Linked DNA regions of Mus musculus: regions 2 and 3 are each linked to region 1. Evidence: chromatin contacts called from public HiChIP or PLAC-seq data. All regions are on one chromosome and are shown on one strand. The core of a region is the stretch at or near the end of the contact, and the rest is flanking DNA. Distances in the headings are between cores, read along the strand shown.

Region 1 (2,700 bases), core at 185-2,684:
GTCAAGTTGACCTTGCCTCTGTAGTAGTTGGGTGGAGAAAGGTCAAAACCCCAGAAGATGCCTGGGTTTGACGCTGTTCCCTGAGGGCTGATGGTAGGATCCTCTGAGGTTTGCCCCCTGTTGCTCTGTGAAGAATCCACAGGCCCAGGCAGGCTCCTGTCTGGAAGTTAGAGTAGTCTAACTAACTAGTCTGACCTATGACAAATTTTAAGTGGAGGGGGCCACCGCAGGCAGGAATGTAAGGAGTTACACTACCTTAAACTTAGTCCTGTAATGAGAGGGTCAGACACCAGTAGCCATGGTGACCAGAATGTGTCTCCTGTCTCCTCAAATGCCTTCTTCTTGACCCACCTGCCTCCCGTGTTCTTTTCTGCTTACCTCAGACCCACAGGCCTTAGGATATTGTTGTACCTTGAAGTCCGAGCATGAATGTCGCCTCCTACAAAGTCCCTTCCTATCTCGTTTTCAGAAATCCACCATGCTCACACATACCATGTCTCCTCCCTGCGTGTTTCCTGCCCCATCTGTGATTTCCTTACTGATCTGAGTGCCAGGTCACTGTCTAGCTTTGCTAGAATACACCCCTACACCTCAAAGGCATGGACAACACTGAAGGCGTTGTCAATCCTGCTTGGCTTGAACAAGTAGTCGCCACGTGGCAATCATGTGAATATCATGTGGATATGAGCTGATGACTGGATAAGTGTGTCAGTGCATGACGATGGGAAAACGGTGTCTACCTCTTAAGCCTCAGTTCCCTCTTCTTTGAAATGGTGTTAATACCTAATGAAGCAAGATGGAAATAAAGGGGCTGCTATTGAGGACTTACTGTAGGTCCAGCATACACTTGGAGGTGCAGGCAAGGACCAGAAGTTCAAGGTCATTTTCAGCCATGTCAGGAGTTTAAGGCCAGTATACATATTGAGAGAGGGAGAAAGAATGAGAGATTTTCCTAATATAGTATATATAAATGTATATATATATATACACACACACACATATATACATGAATGAAAGCTGGAAGTATAGCTCAGTGGTAGAGCACTTGCCTAGCATGACCAAAGCCTGGCACCTTTAAAGTAAGCACCTCCCCGCAAACAATGGAACGGCTTAGTTCAGGATAGCTATTCCTCAGATTGCACCAGAGATGGGGTGCATCACTTAGTGGTTCTGCACTGTGGATTCTGAGGTGTAGTCTCCTTCCCCTACTACCTCCAAAAGGGGAGATAAGACGGTGGGGGCGCTGGAAGCATAGGGATCAGAGAGGTTCTCATTAAGCTTCCCCCTTTGTGGATTTCTGTCCTCTCATCCCACCCCTCCCCCACCAGCCCCACCCTTTCCAACCACATACCAAGAATAAACCCCACACCCTGCCTGCCTCCAGTGTCACAGTTTCCTGCCTCTATGGTCACAGGCTGCTTGGGCTCTGAGGGATTTTCCAGCCCGGGGCAGTGCCTCTGGGACTTGGGGCAGTGTCATAGCAGAGGCTCTGTGATGCAGACACAGAGCCAGGAAAACCCCCAGGCAGTCGATGACAGAGAACTGGAGTGGGGCCCTTAGAGGGGGGAGGGCGGAGGCCCCTGGGAAGCCCAACTGGGTCTTCTCTCTTTCATTATACCGCTCGCCCTATAGCTGGCCAGTGATGGCCATCTGTCAACCAAGGTGAAACCAAGGCATAGTGACACTCATCTGTAATCCCCCTGCATTCAGGAAGCTGAAGCAGGAGGATCATGAGGCCATCCTGGGCTACATAGAAAAAGAAAAATGTATAGCAAACAGAGATGTTAAACAGACTCTAGTTTCACAATGCAACCATGCCTGGAGGGAAGACGATCCTCCATGTTCTCTCTTCCCCTAAAGCAGAGACTCCAGTGTCCTGATCTAACCTTCTTGGCACCATGCCACCGATAACCATCGAAGTAAGATACCAACCCTGGAGAGCCATTTCTCTGCCCTGCCCTTTCTCTTCTCAGTTCCACCACTGATAGCCATCTACTTCTGACCTGCCAGAGGGCTTGTTTTCTAGTCTTACTATGGCTTTACCTTGCTCTGGGAACAGTTCCCAGCCTTTTCTAAGCCTCAGTGGCCACTCGTGTAAACTGAGCCCTAGGTGACACTTTTCAGCTATGATAAGCTGTCCTGCTAGGTATGTAGGCTAGCCTGGGCCACAGTCCCAGGCGCGATAGCTGCATGTGTCGCCCTATCTGCCTGGCCAGGGTTGGGAAGTGCTATTTTACCTAGCTGGCTGGAAGACCTTGAGTTACGTTAATGGACAAAGGATAGGAAATTTTGAGAATTAAAAAGTCCAAGTGAGGTTGGGGACATGGCCCAGCAGGTAAAGGTACTTACTACAAGTCTCATGACTTGAGTTCAACTCCTGAGACCAACATGGTGGAAGGAGAGAATCAACTCCTAAAAGTTGTTGTCTTAGGGTTTTACTGCTGTAAACAGACACCATGTCCAAGGCAAGACTTAAAGGACAACATTTAATTGGGGCTGGCTTATAGATTCAGAGGTTCAGTCCATTATCATCAAGACAGGAACATGACAGAATCTAAGAAGGCGTGGTATAGAAGGAGCTGAGAATTCTACATCATCTTCATCTGCAGGCTGCTAGTAGAAGACTGACTTCCAGGCAACTAGGATGAGGGTCTTAAGCACATGCCCACAGTGACAAACCAACTCCAACAAGGCCACATC
Region 2 (2,700 bases), core at 147-2,646, 180 kb before region 1:
GCTATCAGTCTCCATCTTCCTTTGACCTCTTCAGGGTGAATTGAGTCTCCCGGGGCATCATTTGGGCCTCAACATGACCTTTCCTTGGGAGTATCCCTCTCAAGAGCTAGACAGGGACAGTAGCAGCCATCGAAGTTCAAGTTAGTTTGGTCAGTCTGACCAAAGGTTTGTTTAGACCATAGGTTTTTAGCCAGCAAATCAAACGATCAAATATTAACATAGCACTTGGTTCTCAAAGGGCTCACATAGAAAAGAGGGGAGAGGTTAGAGGGACTGTTCACAAACAGACAGAGCAAGTGGTGAGGGAAGGAGAAAATGACAGGTGACTATTTAGATGTCAGTGGAGTGCTGTCACTATAGTTGAAGGGATGTCCAGGGTCCTTAGGAGATAGTTATGGCTGAGGGAAGGCTATAGGTGGCATGGGACTCCTGCATCTTGGGAATCTCAGAATACCTTCCTTTGGCTTTGGTTTCTATTCTAATCATGTAAGAAAGCTGACGTGAATGTACAAAAATGGAAGTGTCATAGAAAAGTGCGGGCAATACAGAATCGTGTCAGGTATCCCGATCGCTAAAGCGTCAGGGATTCTGGCCAGATAAGCACAGAGAAAGAAAGGCAGCGGGTTTGAAATTGTGTTTTGTTGATTTGGTTTCGGTTTGGTTTGGATTCTTGAAATATTCTTGCTGTAGAGCCCAGCTCAGCCTTGAACTCTCTGTGTCCCAAACTGATCTTACATTGACTATGTAGCCCATGCTGACCTCCAATTCATGATCTTCCTGCCTCAGCCTTCCAGAGTGATAAAATTACAAGCATCTGCCACCACACCTTATGAAACTGTACATGAAAGAATAGAAAAGGTGAGGCCAGGAAGTGCAAGACTCAGGAAAGCATTTTGCTTGTCTTAGGCTTCATAGGCCTAAGTGGAGCAATAGACCAGAGAGCCGTGTTAGGGAGGGGACTAATCCTGGAACACTGAACTCTGGGGTAAGTTCATTGAATGTCTTCCTCCAGGTTCACATGTGTTTCCAGAACATCATTCCATGGTGGTAAATGTTGGGTGAGGAATTAAAATAGAGGGTCAATGGCAAAAATCCATTAAAAGTGTTGTAACTGCAATAAAGACTTAAAGAATAAGCCCAAGACTCTGAGAAAGGGAACCTTCGTGGCCATGTTTCCCACATGCCTGTAGCTTTGCTGACGAGTCAGTGAGACTGATGCGGGGGGTACTCTATGCGCCTTGGTAAATGCTTGCAGTGTTTTGAGCCAAGATTATCTTTTCAAAGACATCCTAGAAAATTCATTCATCCATGTTATGTAGACTGGGGTGGGAGGTACTGTAGTCAGAGAGGCCCTTGGGGCTCTGCCAGTGCTTTTGATCAGGTGTGGTAAGGCTGAGTCATAGTGTAGACATAAGAAACAAGCTGCAGGTGTCTCAGTGGTGAAGGAAAGAACACCATGGGGTAGGCAAAAAGGCAGAGCAAACAATGAGGAGGTCTTTTTCTTCAAGCAAAGAAGTATTGTCTTAACTGGGTGGACAATGAAAGGAATAAATTTATTTTGTGTATTAGTTGCCTTTCTGTTGCTGTGACAAAATGCCAAGACAAAGGCAATTTATAAAGCATTTAATTGGACTTTCAGGGGGCTGAAGTCAATTAATGGGGGAACCAAAGGCTTGGCAGCAGGAATATCTGAGAGTTCATATCTTGAACAAGCAGGAGGCAGAGAGAGCAAACTGTGAATGGCTCTTGTCTTTTGAAACCTCAGCTCCTCTCCCCACCCCCAGCCCACCACCATGTGACGAACTTCTTCCAACAAGGTCACACTTCCTGATCTTTCCCAATTAGTCTACCAACTGGGGTCAAGTATAGAAACACACGAACCTGGGGTGTGGGGGCTATTTTCATTCAAGCCACCTGGGTCTGGAGGCTGGGGTTCACGTGTGTACTTGTGTTTGTGCCAGTGTGTATGCAGGCCAAATGTCAACTTTAGTGTCTTTACTCAGGAGCCATCCACCTTCTTATTTGAGACAGGTCTCTCACTGGCTTAAGGCTTGCTGAGTTGGCTAGGTTCAAAAGCACCAAGGCTTCCCTGTCACTGCCTCCCCACTGCCTCCCCTGTATGGAGATAGCAAGCATACACCACCACACAAGGATTTTTTTTTTTTTTTAACATGGGTTCTGGTGATCAAACTCAGGCTTACATGGGAAGCATGTTTACAACTGAGCCATCTCCCTAGTGTAAAAAATATAAATTTAACACTAAGTTTCCAATCATGGGTGGCTGGGGCAATACTATGGCCTCCGTCTAAAATGAAATGATGCAACAATGCATTCACATTGTTCACTTATAATGCCTGAGGTGGCACGACATGCCATTACTATTAGCTCTGACAATTGTCAAAGCATGGGCACAATGGCAAAGAGAGAGAGAGAGAGTTCTAGAGACGGTGGCATAGGTTTTGTGTGCTCTGAGAAGTTGTTTCAGAGGGAACACAGGATAATCAGATGACAGACAGGACAGATGGATGGAAAGAAAAGGTATTAATTAGTTCCTCAGAATGTGTGACTATTTGTTTCTTTTTGTTCTGTCCTTTGATCATTCCACAGACAACACATCTTTGACAAAGACCATTTTCAAGGAAGACTCAAGTTAGACAATTGCTATTTTTAATACATTAGCTGAGGAGGCCAGGACAGCTA
Region 3 (2,700 bases), core at 22-2,521, 230 kb before region 1:
CCCACAGGAGCCACTCTCCTGAGGCTCTGCTGTGGGCGTTTACCCTCAAGTTTTTCAGTTTTCATCAGGAAAGGTCCTAAGAGGAAATCTCAAGATTTTTCACCCGTTTTTGTTACTATTGTGTTGTTTGTTGGTTTTTTGTTGTTGTTGTTATTCTTGGTTTTTTTTTTGTTTGTTTGTTTGTTTGTTTTTTTTAAATATCCAGAGATAACTTGCCCCAAGGATTCCTAGCTTTGGCCTGAGTTCCTTTTAACTCGGAAGTCTGTATCCTGCTGTTTAAACATTAAGATGGTTCCTCACTGCCTTAGAGTCGGCAACCTGCAGGCCAAGGCGAACTTTAAAGAAAAACCAGGTCATGCCGCATGTTTTTGGTGAGCACAGGAATCAACAAAGCGCTGTTACATAACTTCTATTTATGTCCTCCTTGCTCACTATCTGCAGGCAGGCAAGAGTCGCAGAGCTGGGATTTAATGAGCTCTGGGTTTGCTCACCTTCCTGAGCTGGTAGGAACCAGCTTGTTCTCAAAATGCGTCAGTAAAGAATCAGGCTGTGGGTGGGCGGCCAGGGGTAGTAGGTGGGCCGCATTGTTGCCATGGTGTTTTTTAATTCCCCTGTTTCTCAAGGATCCTGCTCTCTCCTTCCCTGACTCCCCACCCCCTTCTTTTCTTTTCTTTCTTTTTAATCCATGCGCTTCCTTGTTTCTCACGCCCACTCGTGATTTCTTGGAGCTGCCTCAGGAAACAGGAATATTTTCCCTCCCTTCCACAAACACCCCCATTGTGTAGCCCCAGGGCCTCAGAAGAGTTTTTCCTAAGGTGCTCCTTTCCCACCCTCCCCTGTCTATTTTCCCGTGATTTTTCGTAACCACTCCCTCCATTGCCCGGGCTTAGCCTCCCTGTGGCGGGATGGAAGCTTTCTGTCTCCTGCTAGATTGCTCCGGAACCAGGTGGATTCCGTTGCTCCTAGCACAGCAGTTTGCCCCGGAGGAGAGCGGTTGTTTGTGTTTCCCTACATCCTGGTCTCTGCTCTTGCCCTAAACTGAATGACATCTGTCCCCTCTAGCCATATTATTATGAAATAGAGTCACACTTTATAAAAGGAAAACAAGGGAAGTTTGTCCCACAATGATGACCCCTGTTACCTGAAAGTTACAGGTTGGATTAACACACATTTTAAAAAAAATAGAAAAAGTCATGTGCTAGGGAATTAGCTAAGTGGGACAGTGTGTACTTGGCACGGGTGAAACTGGGTTTGATCCTCCATCTGTCTCGAGAACAGTGCATGTGTGTGAGAGCTCGTGTACACACACACACACACCCTCCCTCCCTGACTCTGATACATAGCAAGGAAGGAAGGAAGGGCTGAGAGCCCTGTGGCTGCCAGGGAGAGCTCCCTGCTCCCTGCACCTCGGCTTCTGAGGGAAGCCACCCAGGTTTCTGTGCTGACTTTGTGTCCACACTCTCAGCAGAGCGGAAGCTTTTAACAAGTACAAAAGAATAAGTTGAGATGAAAAACTCCAGCGGGGGGGGGTGGGGGTGGGTTGGGGGTGGGGGTGGGGGGGGGGACAGTTCCAGCAAAACAGGCTTAAGATTTTTAAAGTTAAAAAAAAATTTAAAAAGTCAAGCCCACCCCTTCATTGCTTACGAGTTGTGCAATCCTTACTGGAGGTAGCTGTTTGAATAATCAAAGGCCGGCTGACTTCCCTTCATTAACTAGAGCGGCAGACATCTGCATAAAACATCCCAGATTCCAGACTGAGTAGGTAATTTTTTTTTCCCTCTGAGTAACTTGAGGGACTTTCCCTTTGGAAACCTTCCAAGAGAGTGAACTTCGTGGTTGAGACTTTTTTCTCTTTCTCCCTGGTGTTGGATGTAGAACCCAGGGCAAGTGCTCTACTGCTGCGCTTGTGCTGGGCAAGCCCTACCTACAGTGGTTTTTACTGGGCTAGGCAGCAGCTTGATCCTGAATATGAAGCAATTCAGTCACCTCAGACACAAATCTGGAGCCCTCAGTTCTGAGAACGTTCTTGGTGTTCACAGCTGACCGCCGCTCTATATCTTAGCGCCACTTGCCACTTCAGAGCCTGCCCACACTTAGATTTCTCAAGGTCCACTAAGATCCCTTGGAAAAGTAGCCCTCCGCGTTTTACCAGTACCCTACGCTTGCATTTTGAGCTTGCTTCATCAGCGTGGTTCAGACACTCAAGCCTGTGGTTCTGTAAGCCATGTGTATTCTTCCGCAACTGTTCCAAAAATCCAAGACTTTAAAATGTGTGTGTGGGGGGGGGGGGAGGGACTGTAATTGAAGGAAGGTGTGGTGGAGTCACCCTCAGCAGCTGGTGTTTGAGAAATGTGGCTTTATTAATGTTCTTGCAACATGACCCCACAGACTGTCGAGCCTGGAGTTTGTAGCTGTGGAGCCTGGGGAGACAGCCAGCTTCTAAGGTGGAGGGCCCACAAAGGATGGCCCTTCCTGCTCCCAAGTTAATGATGCAGGCAGCTGTGTCTCTGAGGCCCTATTGGTTAACAGTTAACTGGGCAGATTAAAGATCCCCAGCCAGGCTGAACCTGTCCCAGAGTTAGAAGCAAAAGCCTGCTAAGTGCCAGCTCCACACCTCCCTTCAGCCGCCCCCAAGGTGGGACACTTCCCCATTTAGCGGGACTTTGAGCTTTCACATTCCCAGAATTAAGGTTTTTGGAA

The links. HiChIP or PLAC-seq counts read pairs in DNA pulled down with a chosen protein or histone mark.
Region 2: a contact with region 1 is called in a BATF HiChIP or PLAC-seq map of CD8 T cells, with 5 read pairs. The contact joins two enhancer-like sites. A contact is called at or near these places in 2 of 484 Hi-C or Micro-C datasets (both in bone marrow-derived macrophages), 6 of 115 datasets of contacts at active chromatin or transcription factors (CD8 T cells, embryonic stem cells, hepatocytes and 3 more) and 3 of 9 other capture datasets (adipose tissue, liver and pancreatic islet).
Region 3: an HNF4G HiChIP or PLAC-seq map of pancreatic cancer cells shows a contact between it and region 1. The contact joins two enhancer-like sites. A contact is called at or near these places in 1 of 15 datasets of contacts at CTCF or cohesin (the NIH/3T3 cell line), 3 of 484 Hi-C or Micro-C datasets (CD4 T cells, bone marrow-derived macrophages and pre-pro-B cells), 16 of 115 datasets of contacts at active chromatin or transcription factors (the HPC-7 cell line, the NIH/3T3 cell line, cardiomyocytes and 9 more) and 2 of 9 other capture datasets (adipose tissue and liver).

Annotation. Positions count from the first base shown.
Region 1 is chr6:108,687,082-108,689,781 of GRCm38.p6, forward strand. No RefSeq gene overlaps it. Among named protein-coding and RNA genes, the nearest start is that of 0610040F04Rik, 27 kb to the left of the region's middle. Within about 2 kb of position 1,435, at least 63 of the 459 cell types and tissues checked have an H3K27ac peak or open chromatin away from gene starts, as enhancers often do. A contact at or near this core is called in CD8 T cells, embryonic stem cells, pancreatic cancer cells and 1 more, where this site is marked.
Region 2 is chr6:108,506,160-108,508,859 of GRCm38.p6, forward strand. All of the region lies in intron 54 of Itpr1 (inositol 1,4,5-trisphosphate receptor 1), which reads left to right. Among named protein-coding and RNA genes, the nearest start is that of Mir7661, 18 kb to the left of the region's middle. Within about 2 kb of position 1,397, at least 23 of the 459 cell types and tissues checked have an H3K27ac peak or open chromatin away from gene starts, as enhancers often do. A contact at or near this core is called in CD8 T cells and regulatory T cells, where this site is marked.
Region 3 is chr6:108,455,915-108,458,614 of GRCm38.p6, forward strand. All of the region lies in intron 44 of Itpr1 (inositol 1,4,5-trisphosphate receptor 1), which reads left to right. The region is part of intron 3 of Gm35165 (a long non-coding RNA gene); the gene reads right to left. Among named protein-coding and RNA genes, the nearest start is that of Gm35165, 15 kb to the right of the region's middle. Within about 2 kb of position 1,272, at least 216 of the 459 cell types and tissues checked have an H3K27ac peak or open chromatin away from gene starts, as enhancers often do. A contact at or near this core is called in embryonic stem cells and pancreatic cancer cells, where this site is marked.